Linked DNA regions of Mus musculus: region 2 is linked to region 1. Evidence: chromatin contacts called from public Hi-C data. All regions are on one chromosome and are shown on one strand. Each heading gives the region's core, a stretch centred on a gene start, on an enhancer-like site or on the middle of the called end of the contact. The rest is flanking DNA. Distances are from core to core; before and after follow the strand shown. Region 1 overlaps Kcnj6 (potassium inwardly-rectifying channel, subfamily J, member 6). Region 2 overlaps Gm31641 (predicted gene, 31641).

What was found. A called contact is a pair of places that touch in the nucleus more often than the background predicts.
Region 2: a contact with region 1 is called in a Hi-C map of cerebellar granule neurons, with 2.3 times the contacts expected there. The contact joins two enhancer-like sites. A contact is called at or near these places in 20 of 484 Hi-C or Micro-C datasets (B cells, CD4 T cells, CD8 T cells and 15 more).

What each region holds. Positions count from the first base shown.
Region 1 is chr16:94,812,972-94,820,412 of GRCm38.p6, forward strand. All of the region lies in intron 3 of Kcnj6 (potassium inwardly-rectifying channel, subfamily J, member 6), which reads right to left. Among named protein-coding and RNA genes, the nearest start is that of Gm41507, 92 kb to the left of the region's middle. Within about 2 kb of position 3,135, at least 19 of the 459 cell types and tissues checked have an H3K27ac peak or open chromatin away from gene starts, as enhancers often do. A contact at or near this core is called in cerebellar granule neurons, where this site is marked.
Region 2 is chr16:95,204,466-95,211,906 of GRCm38.p6, forward strand. The region is part of intron 3 of Gm31641 (predicted gene, 31641); the gene reads right to left. Among named protein-coding and RNA genes, the nearest start is that of Gm31754, 33 kb to the right of the region's middle. Within about 2 kb of position 4,671, at least 14 of the 459 cell types and tissues checked have an H3K27ac peak or open chromatin away from gene starts, as enhancers often do. A contact at or near this core is called in cerebellar granule neurons, where this site is marked.

The sequences.
Region 1 (7,441 bases), core at 1,885-4,384:
TCTCTTTTTTTCAGAATAGGGGAGAGCTAAATATGGTTTTGACACTCTTTAAAGGGTTGGGAAAAAAGTCTCAAGAAGAATAATCCTTTCTGACACATGAAAACGGTAATAAGTAAAATCTCATCAGGACACAGTCCTGTTCGTTTTTCTCTTCTCCCCTTATTGCCATGTTAACATTAGTTAACAAATCTGGTAGTTATGGCAGAGACTGTCCCCAGTAAACATTTACTCTCTAGCTTTAGAGAGAAGACTTCCAAAGTGCTCCCCCCCAAGTTCTGAACTGCCAGCCCCTCAAATATGGGGCTGATTCTCTCTATGCACAGCAGAAGCAGGTGTGGAGATCTCACTGAGGACCAAGCACAGCTGAACCCTTTTTTCCTCTTCAGAATGGTCTTGTTAGGGGCATGGGGGTTTTAGTTCAGTTTGTAGATTAGCCTGCCCAGGATGCATGAAGCCATGGGTTCAATCCCCAAGTTTTCATTAAGTGGGTAAGATGATCTACTGCTGAATCCTGAATGGCCATGTAGAAGGGACGGTGTGACATGATTTCCCTTCCCTGGAACAGAGACAGCAGGGTGTGGGCTTCCATGAGTGCTGATGGTTGCTAGGCTTGAAGCCTGTGTGTGTATTGCTGGGCATGAGACTTGTTTTTACTTCATGTCCTTCCTTCGGGAAATATTCTCCCTGTCAGGGTCATTGGGGAATGTCCACTCTGTCAAGGTTAATGGCTCCATGATAATCAGAGACAGCACAAATCTAGGAATTGAGGCTGTATCTAATGTCTCAGCAAAATGGTAGAATGATGTGACCTTCAGGGCAGCCTTTAAGGCTGTGGGAAAGAACTCTGAAAACATGAGTTCAAAAATATATAATTTCTCAACTATGTAAAATATAAGGACACAATATGAATTATATGAGGGGCTTCACAGACCGTAAAGAACAGACTCCGTGGCACCGTGAGACAGCTTGTCAGAAAGATACAAAGGCAGGCAGATTCCCGAGTTCAAGGTTAGCCTGGGACAGAATGAATTTAGGTCCAGGCGTGGTTGGAATGGTCATCTCAGGATGGGATCCAACCCAGCTAAATTTATTGTTTGTGCCTACAAAGGCAGGTAGATCACTGAACTCATTGGCAATGTTAAAAATGTACTTGCTGTCTTTCTAAGAATCAGGGGGCTGGGGTCGTGGGATGCTAATTTGGGGGACCTGGGAAAATGATCGAATTGATGTAAATAAAAGACAGGGCTTTTGATCGACAAGAGATGAGCTATCCAGAGAGTTTTTAGAATTCTTTTCAAGCAAGAGAGAGCTGTCTCGAGCAGAGAGCTGCCTGGAAAGCTACCTAGAGCAGAACACAGGCTGTCAGCTTGTACCTAACGATTTGACTTTGAGTTGTCCCTCCACCCCTGATGCTTTCAAACTCCCCTTCTCTTAGGAGCCTCTCTCCAAGCCGAGGCTGGTCCTTGGCAGTGCACACCTGTATTATCAGCAAAAAGACTTTAAATTCATGGCCATGTCACTTTCTTCAGTGGCTTAGCCATTGATAAGTTGTCTGTGCTTTTGTGAATAACTCCCTCCATGCCCATGCAGGTGCCCTAGTTAAACATGGCAGGACACACAAGAAGCAAGACATAGGAAGTAGGAGAGGGACTTGGTGGGAAAAGAGTTTCGACAGGTGGGAAACAGGAAACAGAAGATGTAACGGGGGTAAGAAAATGTAACGGGGGTAAGCTAAAATTCCTCATGTATGTGTATAAAACCCAGAAATAAAAGCACAGAGTTAGGAAGGGAATCAGAAAACAAAATAAAGGTTTGTTATGCTAGCATATCATATGTGTATGTTTAAAAATGTCATATTATAGACAATAAATACAACTTTCCTCTATTAGGTAAAAGTAAAATTCTTAGATGATGATGGAGGCTTGTCTATATGATCTGGCCTTTCTGTCTTTACTGTCATCGCTGCAGTGGGAGGGATGAGTGCAGATGGCCTTTGATTTCAGGGTAGAAACTTATGTGTAGACCTCCTGCCCACACCTTGTCTCCCGAGAAGCTCACTTGTTAGGACTTGGTAGTAAATTTAGATGACATCAAAAGCCTCTTAGTGCATGGGAGTAGAAGGAATGGATCTCTAAGGGCCACTGCTCCCGCAGCCTGGCCTCCTGACCTCACCAGCCTTCAGTGGACAATGAGTCCATTTTCAAACAGTAACATGTCGCTCCATTCTGTGAGACCTTGCATGGAATTCTGAGACTGAGTGCTAGGGACAAGCTCACCTTTTGGATTTCTGCTTCAGACAATCTGTTCATGTCAGATGGAGCTTGTGAACATGTCTTGATTCCTGAGTAGGGAAAGGACTCGGCAGAATTTCGAGCAGCAAAGCATCGCAGGCCTTTATCGTTGCTGCGGGAATGCCTGGCAGCAGCAACTTAAGAGAGGGAGGTTTTATTCTGGATCATGGTCTGAGCGGGAGCAGTCCGTCTTGGACAGAAAAGCATGGCTAAGATTGTGGCAGCAGAATCATGTGGCCGAGACACCTCCCATCTGAGCAGATCAAGGAAGCAAAGAGCTTTGACTGGAAACAGGGCCAGATTGAAAAATCTCAAGGTTGTCCCCAGTGACTCATTTCTTTGGCTAAGTCCCACCACCTGAAAGATCCACAGACTCTCAAACAGCACTACCACAAGCTATAGACACCAAGTATTCAACCCACGAGCCTATCAGGGCCATATTTAAACCACAAGCTATAGGCACCAAGTATTCAACCCGTGAGTCTATCGGGACCATATTTAAACCACAAGAACAACTAATGTGAGCACCATGGCACATTAAGCTCTAGAAGAAGGCTAGGTGCTGCCTGGCTTCTGGTGCATATGGCCAGTGAAAAGGAGATATCACAGGTCTGAGACACACTCAGAGAGGTCGGACCTTGTTTATAAGAAATTACTGATTCTATCTCTTTTATTGAGCACTGATCATAGGCCAGATTGTAGTCCTTGCTGAAAATAGAAGACAAAAGGCAGCTTTTATCTTGGTAGTCAGATGGCGCCACCCACGTGTGGTCTGTCACCTCTATGGGAAAGCATCAGAGGCACAGGAAGGGCTTCTGAGTCTGCCAAGCCCTTCATAAGGCTCACTGGGGGCTCACAGTTAACACAAAGGCATAGAGGCGACAGCTCAGGCAGACCTAGTGCCACAGTAGGTATGAGGGTGGATGTGAGCCGGGCCACAGTGAACTCAGGGCTCGTGGCTTGTGTGTGGAGCAGAGTGGAGGACAAGGTGTTAGACAGGTCACACACTATGACATGCAAGAGTGATTGTTTTTCCTTTTATCTCCACTGAAGTGGCTAGGGATGTGGGGTTAGAGGATAAAGAAGTGGATTTGTTTCAAAGTTTGTTTTGTGTGGTGTGGAGGGGGACACCCCAAATAAGGAGCTAACATCTGTGAGACTATCTTCGGAAGATGTGAACCCCAAATATTGGAGAGGTGAGGGTGGCTGGGTATGAGAGACAAGTATGGGGTCGCACGGACAAGCTCAACCAGGGCCACCATGTGTGGGTTGTTTACTGTACACCCGGTATCTGAGAGGTGTAGATTTATGTTGTTATAACACGAACTTTCCAGAAGGTGGCAGTGGAGAGTCCAGAGAAAGCCTGCCTCCTTCTTCGCATCAAGAAGCCCCATGAGTGAGCTGCAGCTCAGGGCTTGAGGAGTTGTTGGTCCCCAAAGAATTAAGCAAGTGAAGAACAGAGGGAGGGATGGCTGCCAGATCTGCAGCCCAGGAAGCTGAGAGACCAGAGGTTCCTTCACTGGGGTGTAGAATATCTGGGGAGTGGGGAACTTAGGGCTGGGGTAGTAATGGGACTAAAAGCCACCCTGATGGAGAGGGAGACTGAGAATGGGTGTCTAGTCTGCAGCTCAGCGGGAGCCACCTGAACCCTCTGGTTCTCTGGAGCAATTCTCAGAAGACAGGCGCTTTGGGCCGACCATGACTGTTGTCTTCACTGACTTGGCAACTTTAAAAGACTCTAAACTTTTTTTTTCTCCTCCTGTGTGCTTAAGGAGCCAAACTGGTTTGTGACCATACAGGATATTTCATTTGCTCATAATTTACTTGGCCCTGGGCTCTGGGATCAGAGCACCGAGTGAGGCAAGATACCTTTCTTGCAGAGTTTGCAGCCCGGCTGCTAATCAGATGAACGAGGAAAGTTTGCCAGCAGCCGTGGGCACGCAGGCTGGCCGTGGTCAGTGTGCAGGAAGTGGCCCTGCAGATGGTTTCTGAGGAGGCTTCCCTGAGAATGAATCAAAAAACTCATATAGCTTAGCATGAGTCAGGTGAGCAAGAGGATGGAGACGGGGCAGGCACACGGTGCAGGCAGGGGCTGGCTACAAGGACTCTGGAGGAACTCATGAGTCATCTAGATTTTCCTGAGGCAGTGGGACTCTCTGGAAGCTTTGAAAACTTCTAATGAAAAATTTTTCAAAGGTTTATTTATTTATTTTATGTATGTGAGTACACAGTCGCTGTCTTCAGACACACCAGAAGAGGGCATCAGATCCCATTACAGATGGTTGTGAGCCACCATGTGGTTGCTGGGTATCAGACTCAGGACCTCTGGAAGAGCAGTCAGTGCTCTTAACCACTGAGCCCTCTCTCCAGTCCTGACTTATTTACTTCTGAGATAAGGTCTCACGATATAGTCCTGACTGGCCTGAAACCTGCTATGTAGATCAGGATGATCTCAGACGCATAGAAGTCCACTGGCCTGCTTTCAGGAGTGCTGGGATTAACTGCGTGTGCCTCCTCACCCAGCCTGCTGGTGACTTTCAAGCAGGGGAGGTGATTGATTCCTATTAGAATTTTGTTAGGAGGGCGGTGGCTTCTGTAAGTGGCCACTCACAGAGGACCCAGGCTCCTCACCCTGACAACTTGATCTGGGGCATCAGCTGTGGGGGTGGAAGTGGATGTGTTCACCATGCAGGGAGAGGCACAATGTTCACATGTAGCAGGAGTTTGCTGCCTTTTTGGCCCATGTCACTGTGTTGATGATGTCACTGATGCTCTCGGGGAGGATGGAGAGAGGAGTAGAAGGCTGAAGAGCTGAGCTCACCTCCGCATTGAGTGCATAGGTTGTGTGAGCTTGCTGGGCCCCTGAGCCAGGGAGTCAAGTGCGCAACACAGTTGGATCTCTGATCAGAGAAGCTGGGAGAGGTGCTAAGGTCTAAGGAGGAAATCCAATATCACAGAAGTTAGCAATGAAATCCCAGGATCTGCCTGGAGGTAAGGGAGAGGAAGCGAAGAGCTCTGGGTGGAGCAGGCTCTGAGAGGGCGTGGATTGCAGAGGACCGAGGAAGTAGAGCAGGTGTCAGGGAGCCATGAACGTCAGGGAAGAGTGTTACAGAGAGGCAGCTATCAGGGCAATACGAGCAACAGGAAGTCCTTCTCAGGTCATGTGGGAGGAGAGCTGAGAACTAGAGGGGAGCTGGACACGCACCCAGCAGAAGCACAGGCTATTCTTGGAAGCAGGGATAGGGCTCCTCATGTAGCTCTAGGCTGGTGTGCAACTTATTGTGTAGACCAGGCTGGCCTTGAACTCAAGATAAGCTTCCTGTCCAGAATGCCAGCATCACAGGTGTGTACAACATTCTAAGAGTGAATATTCTTAGGAAGGTAGACATTACAAAAAATTTTTTTTGATAGGGTTTCTCTGTGTAGCCCTGGCTGCCCTGGAACTCACTCTGTAGACCAGGCTTGCCTTGAACTCAGAAATCCACCTACCTCTGCCTCCCAAGTGCTGAGATTAAAGGCATGCGCCACCACTGCCCAGCACAAATGTAGTCTGATGTTAACGGAAAGACTAGAGAGGAGGGAATTGCAAGAGAGAAAAGGGAGAGGTGGGTAAAGGAGTCTTGGGTATCAGAGAGTAGGTGTCAGTGCTAGCCCTTGACTTTAGAGGAGATGAGACCTGAAAGTGGCTGAGACCCAACAGGGGAGGACCATAAAACTTCATGGAGATGTGTTCTACCCATTCTGACTTCTTCCCAACTAAGCATAGGACCAGGTTGTCATCTAAGGGAGACTGTGCTGAAGGATAATGGGAGAAAAGAGGTGAAAATCATGAGTTTGGTGGGTGGCAAGGTGAGCAGATGAGACATGTAAACACGTCCTCAGACCCGTCTGTGGACTCACTTCTTCCTAGGAAGAGACCCTAGGATGAGACATGTGACAGGAAACTCTGGTACCCTCCCTGTCCCCTTGGCCTGGGTTTCAGGTGGCCACTGTTGATGAGATGTCCCATTGAGCTTGGTCTAACCTGGTCTAACCTTGGTCTAACTTGGTCTAACATTTGCTAGATTGTGTTCATCCTACCTGATGCCACAGCACTCTATCTGCTTAAGTGACAGTGACAAATGCTTTGCTTTGACAACTGGAGACATAGAGTATCCGCAGTGAGTCTCTTCCACATTGGGAACAGATATGCCCAGTCATGGTGGGAGCTGGAGTGCATCTGTGCCAGATGTCTGATGACGTAGAGACTGGGGTGCTGCTGGGATGTACCATGCTCTACCATGTTTGGGCTGGACTTGGTGACCTCACTTATGATCCTGCCACATCTGTAGTGGGCCAGTGATTGTGGCCTCCTGCTCTTCCTAGCCTAAGAGCCAAGTATCATAAGCAAATACAACCTTTATTATCACGGTAGCCTTCTGAGTTGTAGAACTCTACTTAATTTCGGGCAACGTAACATTGGACTATTTTAGAATCAGTTTTTGTGATCCGCTCTCCTCAGTGTTTTGTGGGTTATTCTGTCTGTCATTATCCACAAACCCCCTGTTATAAGTATGTTACATAAAAATATTTGAGAAATTGTAAAAGGAGAGGTATCTAACTAATGGGTATGTAATTAAAATCGTCTAAGGATGACATTGTAACTGGGGAATCACCACCACCGTTATCACCACCACCATTATCACCACCATCAACATCACCACCATCCTTCTCCTCCCACAGAGGGCTCTGGCTGGTGTTCCACAGTGAAGTAGAAACCTCAGACAAGCTGAACTAGCCTGGCCTAAATTGATGGCCTCACCATTGTGCTTTCTGGCAAGGAGTCCAGACTTACCATTGATTTTTCCTACAATTGATTGTTCTTTTTTAACATTGGGTTTTTATTTTTCCTTCCCTGTGGTTTGTCAACTGGCTTCTTGGTTGCATTGTGGGTTGTACGTGGCATTACAGAGGCCACACTGGGTCAGGCTGGCCAGAGTATCTGCTGATACAATCACCCAGGGCGATAACATTAGACCTGGCTAGACCTGGAAGAAAAGGCCAGTGGACTGCCTTTGTGTTACATTTTTAAGTTTATTCTTTTATTTTCTGTATGTCTGTGTGTGTGTGCACGTTGCTCTGTATGAGAGTTTATGTGCATGTGTGTGAGT
Region 2 (7,441 bases), core at 3,421-5,920, 390 kb after region 1:
TCAGGTCATCAAGTTTGGAGGCGCATGGCTTTACCCACTGCTCAGTAAAGGTGGAGGTGCCCATCCTCCACCCTAAATGTAATTCTACTCAGGAAATTACAGAGTTAAAGCATATTATAAGTTATTGTTCCTTGAAGGTGTGGTGGTGTTTGTGAGCGTGTGTGCATGTGTGTGCTTAAGTGGTTTAAGTGTTTGTGAATGTGTGTGTGTGTGTGTATGTGTGTGTGTGCAGCGGGTTGACTCCTGGTTGGTTCCTGTGGACTTTCCCTTTGACTATGGAAAGTCCGGGTCTTCCCGGAGACTTTGGACTTGTATTTTGTCTGCACGCAACCTTGAGAAAATGAAGCATTGTGCCAAGACAGGTTGTTTGAGCAAGGCTTTGGTCAAGGCTGTCCTTGCTGCCACTCCATTCTTATGGCATCGAATTCACTTTGTATGTTGTATCAGTCACATACCCCATGTGGCTTCAACACACAGCCACACATGTTATAGCAAGACACACCACACATACTGTTAACATCTTACATATTATATTCATAAAATCACACTAACACGTGAACCATTATGTCAGCACACACGATATGCTATAATGATAATTACACATCGTATCAACAAATATTATACATGACATTAATAATACCTTGTAGACCATACCCCCAAATGCATATCATGTCTTGGTTTCTTTTCCTGTTGCTATGATAAAAATCAAAACCAAAGAGAAGAGCAGCTTTAGGCAGAAAGGGTTTATTTGACTCACAGTTTGGGTACAGTCCCTCACACAGAAAATTCAGAGTCGGGAGCCTGAGTGAAGTGGGCGCCCACTCCATCCAGTCAAGACCAGAGAACAATAAGTCAATGCATACAGGCAAGCACTCAGCTCATCACCTCCATTTATTTGGGGAGCGGCTTCACCCACAACCAAAGTGGATCTCCTCACATCAATTAACATTATACAGACAGTCTCTTACAGACATCCTCAGAGGCTACTCTTTATGGTATCAATCGCTCACAGGTATGCCTAGATGCTTGCCTCCTAGCTGTCAAGTTGACAGTCAATACTAACCACCATAAACCTCACAGTGGTGCACAGTATACATTATCAGTAGCCTCTATATTACATCATGAACACATTACAGAACTGAGTGATGCATTATATGTTACATTGACAGTGTGATGCATATCATATCAGCAAGTATGTATGCAAGCAACATATCACTTATTGTACCACTATACATTCACTATACATCACAGTGGTGACTATGCCACATTGTATCATCAACCCCTGGTATTAAAGCGACAGCACAATGCATGACACAGTCAAGACCCATCTTTGTATCACATCAACAACACATCACTCTATTAACAAGCTACATTGGTAACACTATACCTACTCCATTAGCACACAGTAGGGACACACTCCATAGTAGGAGTTGAATGCTTTGCATATCCTGTTAATGCACACCACATATTATATTAATATGTGCATCTTGATGTTCAGCTAGAGGAAACTTCACCCTCTCTGGTCATCTCAGTCCTGAAGTTGATGTATACACTCTGATTCCACAACATCCAGACAGTTCCCTGCCATGTAGTTCTTAACTGGGCCCTCCCAGAGCTACTTGGCTGCTTGAGATTCCCAGCCTCATTACATCAAGGCAAGTAGACAGTCCCTCCATGACATTCTCCCTGAGGTACTGGTCAATTGAATTTACTCACCAGTAGCTAGCTGCTCTGCTAGAGTGCACACACTAGCCAGGGAGGTGCCAGCTTTTAGGAGCACCCAGAGCTCAGGTGGCCATTTCTGGGTACTCACCACCTTCAATATGGCAGCCTCCCCTCAGAGAGGAGACAGCATAGTGGCTGAGTGGATGAGATTCCTGTCCTCATAGAGGGAGACTGGGCCCACCCATTAATGATTCACATTTGAAGACAGAATGATATTATATCTAAGCCTCCAGGAAAAAGCCATTTGATTCCAATATTCAAGCCTTCCTTCGAGGTCTGGATGCTTGCTTGACTCTCGCCTCCCTCCCTGTGGGAACCAACCCTCCTAGTTTGTTGGCTTCTCCTCACACACTTGTCCTTTCTGACTGTGCCTCCATTCTTCACACAGGTGTTTCTAAATGCAAATCTCCAAGGCAGCAGATGGTTGAAACTCTTTGCTGCCTAAAGCCTCACTGGTCCCTTAAGTACAGCAGTTCTAAGCGGACACATGGCAGGGGGTTTTGCCTCATGTTCGCTGTCCGGTGGCCATTTGCCTAGAGGCTGCTTCAAGCATTTTTTCAGTAAAAACACTATGCAGGAGCCTCAGGATGCTGGGCCCTGGAAAGGTCCCTGGTGCATACTGGAGGATCCCACAGGGTTAGGGTCCAGGTTTAGCTATGGAACCAGCTGTGCAATGGCTCCTGTGGTGTCAGGCCATTGATGGATGGCACAGTGGAATTCATACCAGCTGCCATGCAATGACAATACCTGGGTGCCACACAGTGGAGCAAACAAGTCAAAATGTGCACATTGTCTTCCCCCAAACACCACGGCAGGCCATCCTAATTGCCATCCCACAGAAGGTGAAGGTCACAAACACTGACTTTCCATGGTCTGCACTGTGGCCTCAAGCCCAGGATGGCCCCCATCTCTGTCTGTTCTCTCTCTGTGAAGTATCTGTATACTGTCCTCCACCTCACAATGCCTGTACAATGTCCCTCATGCCCTGAGATGCCTGCTCCAGAATTACCCAGCGATCCTGCCATCCACGTCCTGCCCTAGCTGCACCCTATGCTAGTACTGTTCAGGAAAAAGGAGGTGAGGGCATAGGTCATCATGCCCTCATTCTGTCAACTAGCCCACCCACTCTCACTTCTAGCCCATGTGGACATCCATGCTGACCAGGAAGCCACAGACGCTTCCCCAACTGCAGAATTTGAGAGGTGCTGCTGAGGCATCAGATGGAAGTAACATTTTTGCTCTGACTAGGGCACTCTGGGGGCAGGGCAGGGGGCGAGGAGTGGGGTCGGGGTGGTGGTGGTGGTAGTGGTGCTGGTAAAAGAACATTGCTAAAAACTACTCTAGGACAGCAGGTGGAAGCTAGACACATCTTTCTCTTGAGTGACAAGCTCCAGTCTCCTCCCACCGGCAGGGACCATGGGACCAAAACCAACTAGAGGAGAGAGTGAGCCCTGGCATTTTCAGAACAGCTTGTTTTGGCCCTAGTTCTGGGAGTTGAGAAGAGGAAATCGTCACCTCAGTTGCAGAACAAACCCAGCGGGGAAGGGAAGGAGGTCAGCCTCTCTTCCTAGGGTCGCCTGAGGTCGCCGTGTTTCTTCTCACCAGGAAGAGCAGGGCCATGGCAGTGGCCCACAGATTCTCCTTTCTGTGCAATCCAGGCTTTGATGGATTTGCAAATGAAGGAAGTGTTTGGATCTTTCCAGTCTGACTAGTTACTGGACCTCCCTACCACCCTCACCCCAGGTCCCTGTCTCCTAGGACTCAATGAAGTTGTTAGATTTTCCTCTCTTCGTCTTCCTTCTCGGACTATCACCAGCAATCCCAAGCCCAAACTAGACTTTCTCTACACCCAAGAAAGGAGGAGAAACCTATCAGGAAAGAAGCTGATACACCATGGAGTTGGGGTAGCAAATGGCCCAATGAGAAAGGCCACAGACCAGCGAATAGAATTTCTGGAAAGACCTCTCTGTTTCACCCTTATTGATGAAAATAGACTAATGAAAAGCATGTCCTGATTAGGAAATCAAGTCCAGGAAACACAAGCATGCTGCTTCTGAATCAGGTACTGGCTGAAGGGTAGCCTTTGGGCTCCAAGTCGGTTTTCAATAGGTTAATATCGCAGCAAAAACACGTCCTTGGTGCACTGAGTTATACAGGTAGGGAGAGGCTCGGAACACATTCAGACACTTAGATAATTTTACCAGAAGGTCAGGCGCTACTCTGTGCACCTGGTAAATATTTACCCATTTGATTATCACAGTAACCCAGTCTGTAGGCAGGACTGTAATCTCCACTTGACAGATAAGGAAACTGAGGCAAAAGCTAAGTCATACACTCAAGGACACACTGCAGATAAATCATTTCACGTAGTTGAGTTTAGCCTAAAGCCACGGAACCACACCTAAAGTCACAGGGCAAGAAAAGTAAGTTCCATTTCTCTACCCAGAGATAGGAGGGAAGAGAAACACTATAAATCAATGGGTTTCACAATCTACAACTTCCTTTTCTTTCTAAGGAAAAGTAAAATGCTTTGCCACCCTCCCCCACCATTTATTTCTTTGATCCAGAAATGTCCAATAGAAAGGCAGAAGATTGTACTGTATCTGACCAAGGCACATTAGGGTCAAGCTTTGGGTTTCTACCTTAAATTGGAAAGATCAGCAGAAATCTAACCAAGTTGCCTTCTCCCTCTCCCTCTCCCTCTCCCTCTCCCTCTCCCTCCTCTCCCTCTCCCTCTCCCTCTCCCTCTCCGTCAAATCATTCACTGAACACACACAGCACTGGCACCCTGTGATGCCCCTGGCTCACCTCTGTGAGTGAGAATTCAGTCTTGCAGAGGATGGTAAATACTTGGAACGCCTAGGACTCAGCATGGCAAGAGATCAAGGCAGCAATATGTCCCTAGGCCTCCAACCCAGCCTGGTGAATTTATGCCCAAGGCAGGCAGGCCTCCAAGGTCAGCTGGAATTGCTTGTCCTGATTTGGTGAGGGGCACAGAGAGGTGGGAGGGTATCCCAGTTCAGAGAGAACAGCTTTGCCTTGATGAAGGTCACATAGCCTGGGCTGGTTCAATTCAAGGTTTCTCAAACTAAACTCTGTTGGTGTTTGACATTGGATACTCAGTTCTGGAGGCCATCTGGAGTGCCATGCCATGACAGAAACATCCCAGGCCTCCACCACTAGATGCCAGCAGTGACCTCTTGTTGTGACAAAAAAAAAAAAAAAAAAGAAGTCAGCACTCTACAGACCCAAAGATCAAAAGAACCCTTCTGCTGAGAACTGCTGACTTATTATAATAACTCCAGAACTGATAAAGATCTGTTTAGACCAAAAACCTCTGGACTAAACCTACTATTCACCTAAAATTCCCAGACATTTTAGGATCAGCCATGAAATGACACCTCACATTGGCTCCAAGTTGGAGTGAGGGGGACAAAGTCGTTTGTAAAGGGATCTTCAGGAATATCTATCTCTTGGGGAGCTGCACATACCTCATCCTGGGTCCTTTCAAGGATCTACCACAAATAGCCTAAAAGAAAAAATGTGCTAGTTAACAACAAGGCCCTAGGTGATAAAAGGACAGCTGAGAAAAATAAAAATTTTAAATCTTCTGCCCAACAAATGTAGATAGAAACTGGAATGACTTCCCTCCCCCACGCTTCCATTCCTGTCATCTTTAACATATGCTAGCATCCAGTTACTGAAGCATTGAAGACAGGAAGCTGGATAGTGCATAAGACTCGGGAGTGCATGACTGGAGCCATGAAGGGACTGAGAGAAGAGGCATTCTGCGCAGACATGTTCCCTTCATGCTGCCTATCGTGTGTGTAACCCAGTCTGTTCTATTATCATTCTGGGCATCTTCAGCACCTCACTTCCCTAGGACAAGAACCCTAAGGTAGTGACTGATGCTTAGCCACACCAGTACCCTCACCAGCCCTCTGGAATGTCTGTGCCATTGGTGGTCTTTAGATTAGATCTAGGGATGAGTCAAGAGTAGAGTAGATCCAAGGATGAGTCAAGAATTAGTTTAGTCCCAGAGGGAGTGTCCATCATTGTGCTGGGAAACCATGTGTTAACGGACCCTTTCTTTCAACAACCAGATCCATTTCAAACTCAGAAAATTTTCCAGATGGGAAAGAGAAAGCATTGCAGACAGCTTGTTCTAGGCGTTGTCCAGAGAGGTATAATTGTCATCTGGGATGGGCAAAGTTCCAACCTGACCGTGATCCTGAATTATTCCTTCTCCTTGAGTGGAGATAAAAGCTGTGGGCAGAATAGGTATGACTCCTGTGACAGTGTTCTATATGGCACAGGGATTTATGTAGATAGACTAAGGTCCTTAGTTCATGTGAAGGGGGATCACTCTTAGTGGGTGTGGTGGTTTGAATATACTTGGCCCAGGGAATAGCACTATTAGGAGGTGGGGCCTTGTTGGAGTAGATGTGGCCTTGTTGGAGTAAGTGTGGCCTTGTTGGAGGAGGTGTGCCACTGTAGGGATGGGCAATAAGACCCTCCTCCTAACCACATGGGAGGCAGTCAGTCTTCTAGCAGCCTTCAGATGAAGATGTAGAACTCTCAGCTCCTCCTGCATCATGCCTGCCTGGATGCTGCCATATTCCATCCTTGATGATAATGGACTGAACCTCTAAACCTGTAAGCCAGCCCCAATTAAATGTTGTCCTTATAAGAGTCACCTTGGTTGTGGTGTCTTCACAGCAATGAAACCTTAAGATAGTGGGCTTGAGTTAGTCATGTGTACTCCTCTGGTCTTGAAATCTGAGATGGACATCAGAAAGAGGCATGATCTGCTGGCCTCGAAGAAGAAAGCAGCCATTGGTTGAGCTCTCTATCTCAGTAGCCTTGTAGCTAGTATGACTGTGACTGGCATGGTGACTTCAGTCCTACAATCATGAGGCGGTCAATTCTGCTAATTCTTTGTGAACTTGGAAACATGCACAGAGCCTCACATAAGACCGTATGCTGTTCTTCTAGGTTGGTGTATTCTGACAGGACCGAGCAGACACCATAGTGTTAGGATGCCATAGCGCCCAGATCCTGATGCATAGCCACGGCGATGCTACTATTGTTAGGAGCAGAACTCAAGTCTGGGTGTCTCTAAGAAGCTAGACTTGGCCACTGATCCTCCATAGCCTCACTAAAGAAAGAAGCAGACACAGGAGACTTACTCAACATAGCTACAGTGGGAGCAGCAGCAAAGAGGTCCAGCGACCCTGGACAGGGTCTGGAAATGTCCAGGTTAAAACAGTGGGCAAGAGGTATTCATAACTAAGCTGTCCTGGTCAAGGAGTGGTTCTGTTCAGCAAGACAGGCTGAGAAGTTTCAGAGCTGTACGACATCTCTCTTGGGAGTCAACTTCTTCCCATCTGCCACCAAAGGCTCTGCTTTTCCTTTCCCTGGCGAGAGCCTCCTGAGGAAAATCAGTTCCTTGAGGTTCATTGTTTCAATCGGTTGACAGGCAAAGGGAGGGACACAAGAGCCATTTTAAATACGCTTTCAAATTTTAATCTTTGATAATTTAATAATACACATACATGCTCTGATCAAAGTCTTCTCTCCTGTACTCCTTTGTATCCCCCTTTCTCTCCTGTAAGTACTTGGTCCTGTGAAGGCTTGATAGATGCCCCAGTGTAGGGGAATCGAGGGCAGGGAGATGGGAGTCGGTGGGTGGGTGGAGGAACACCTTCATAGGGGG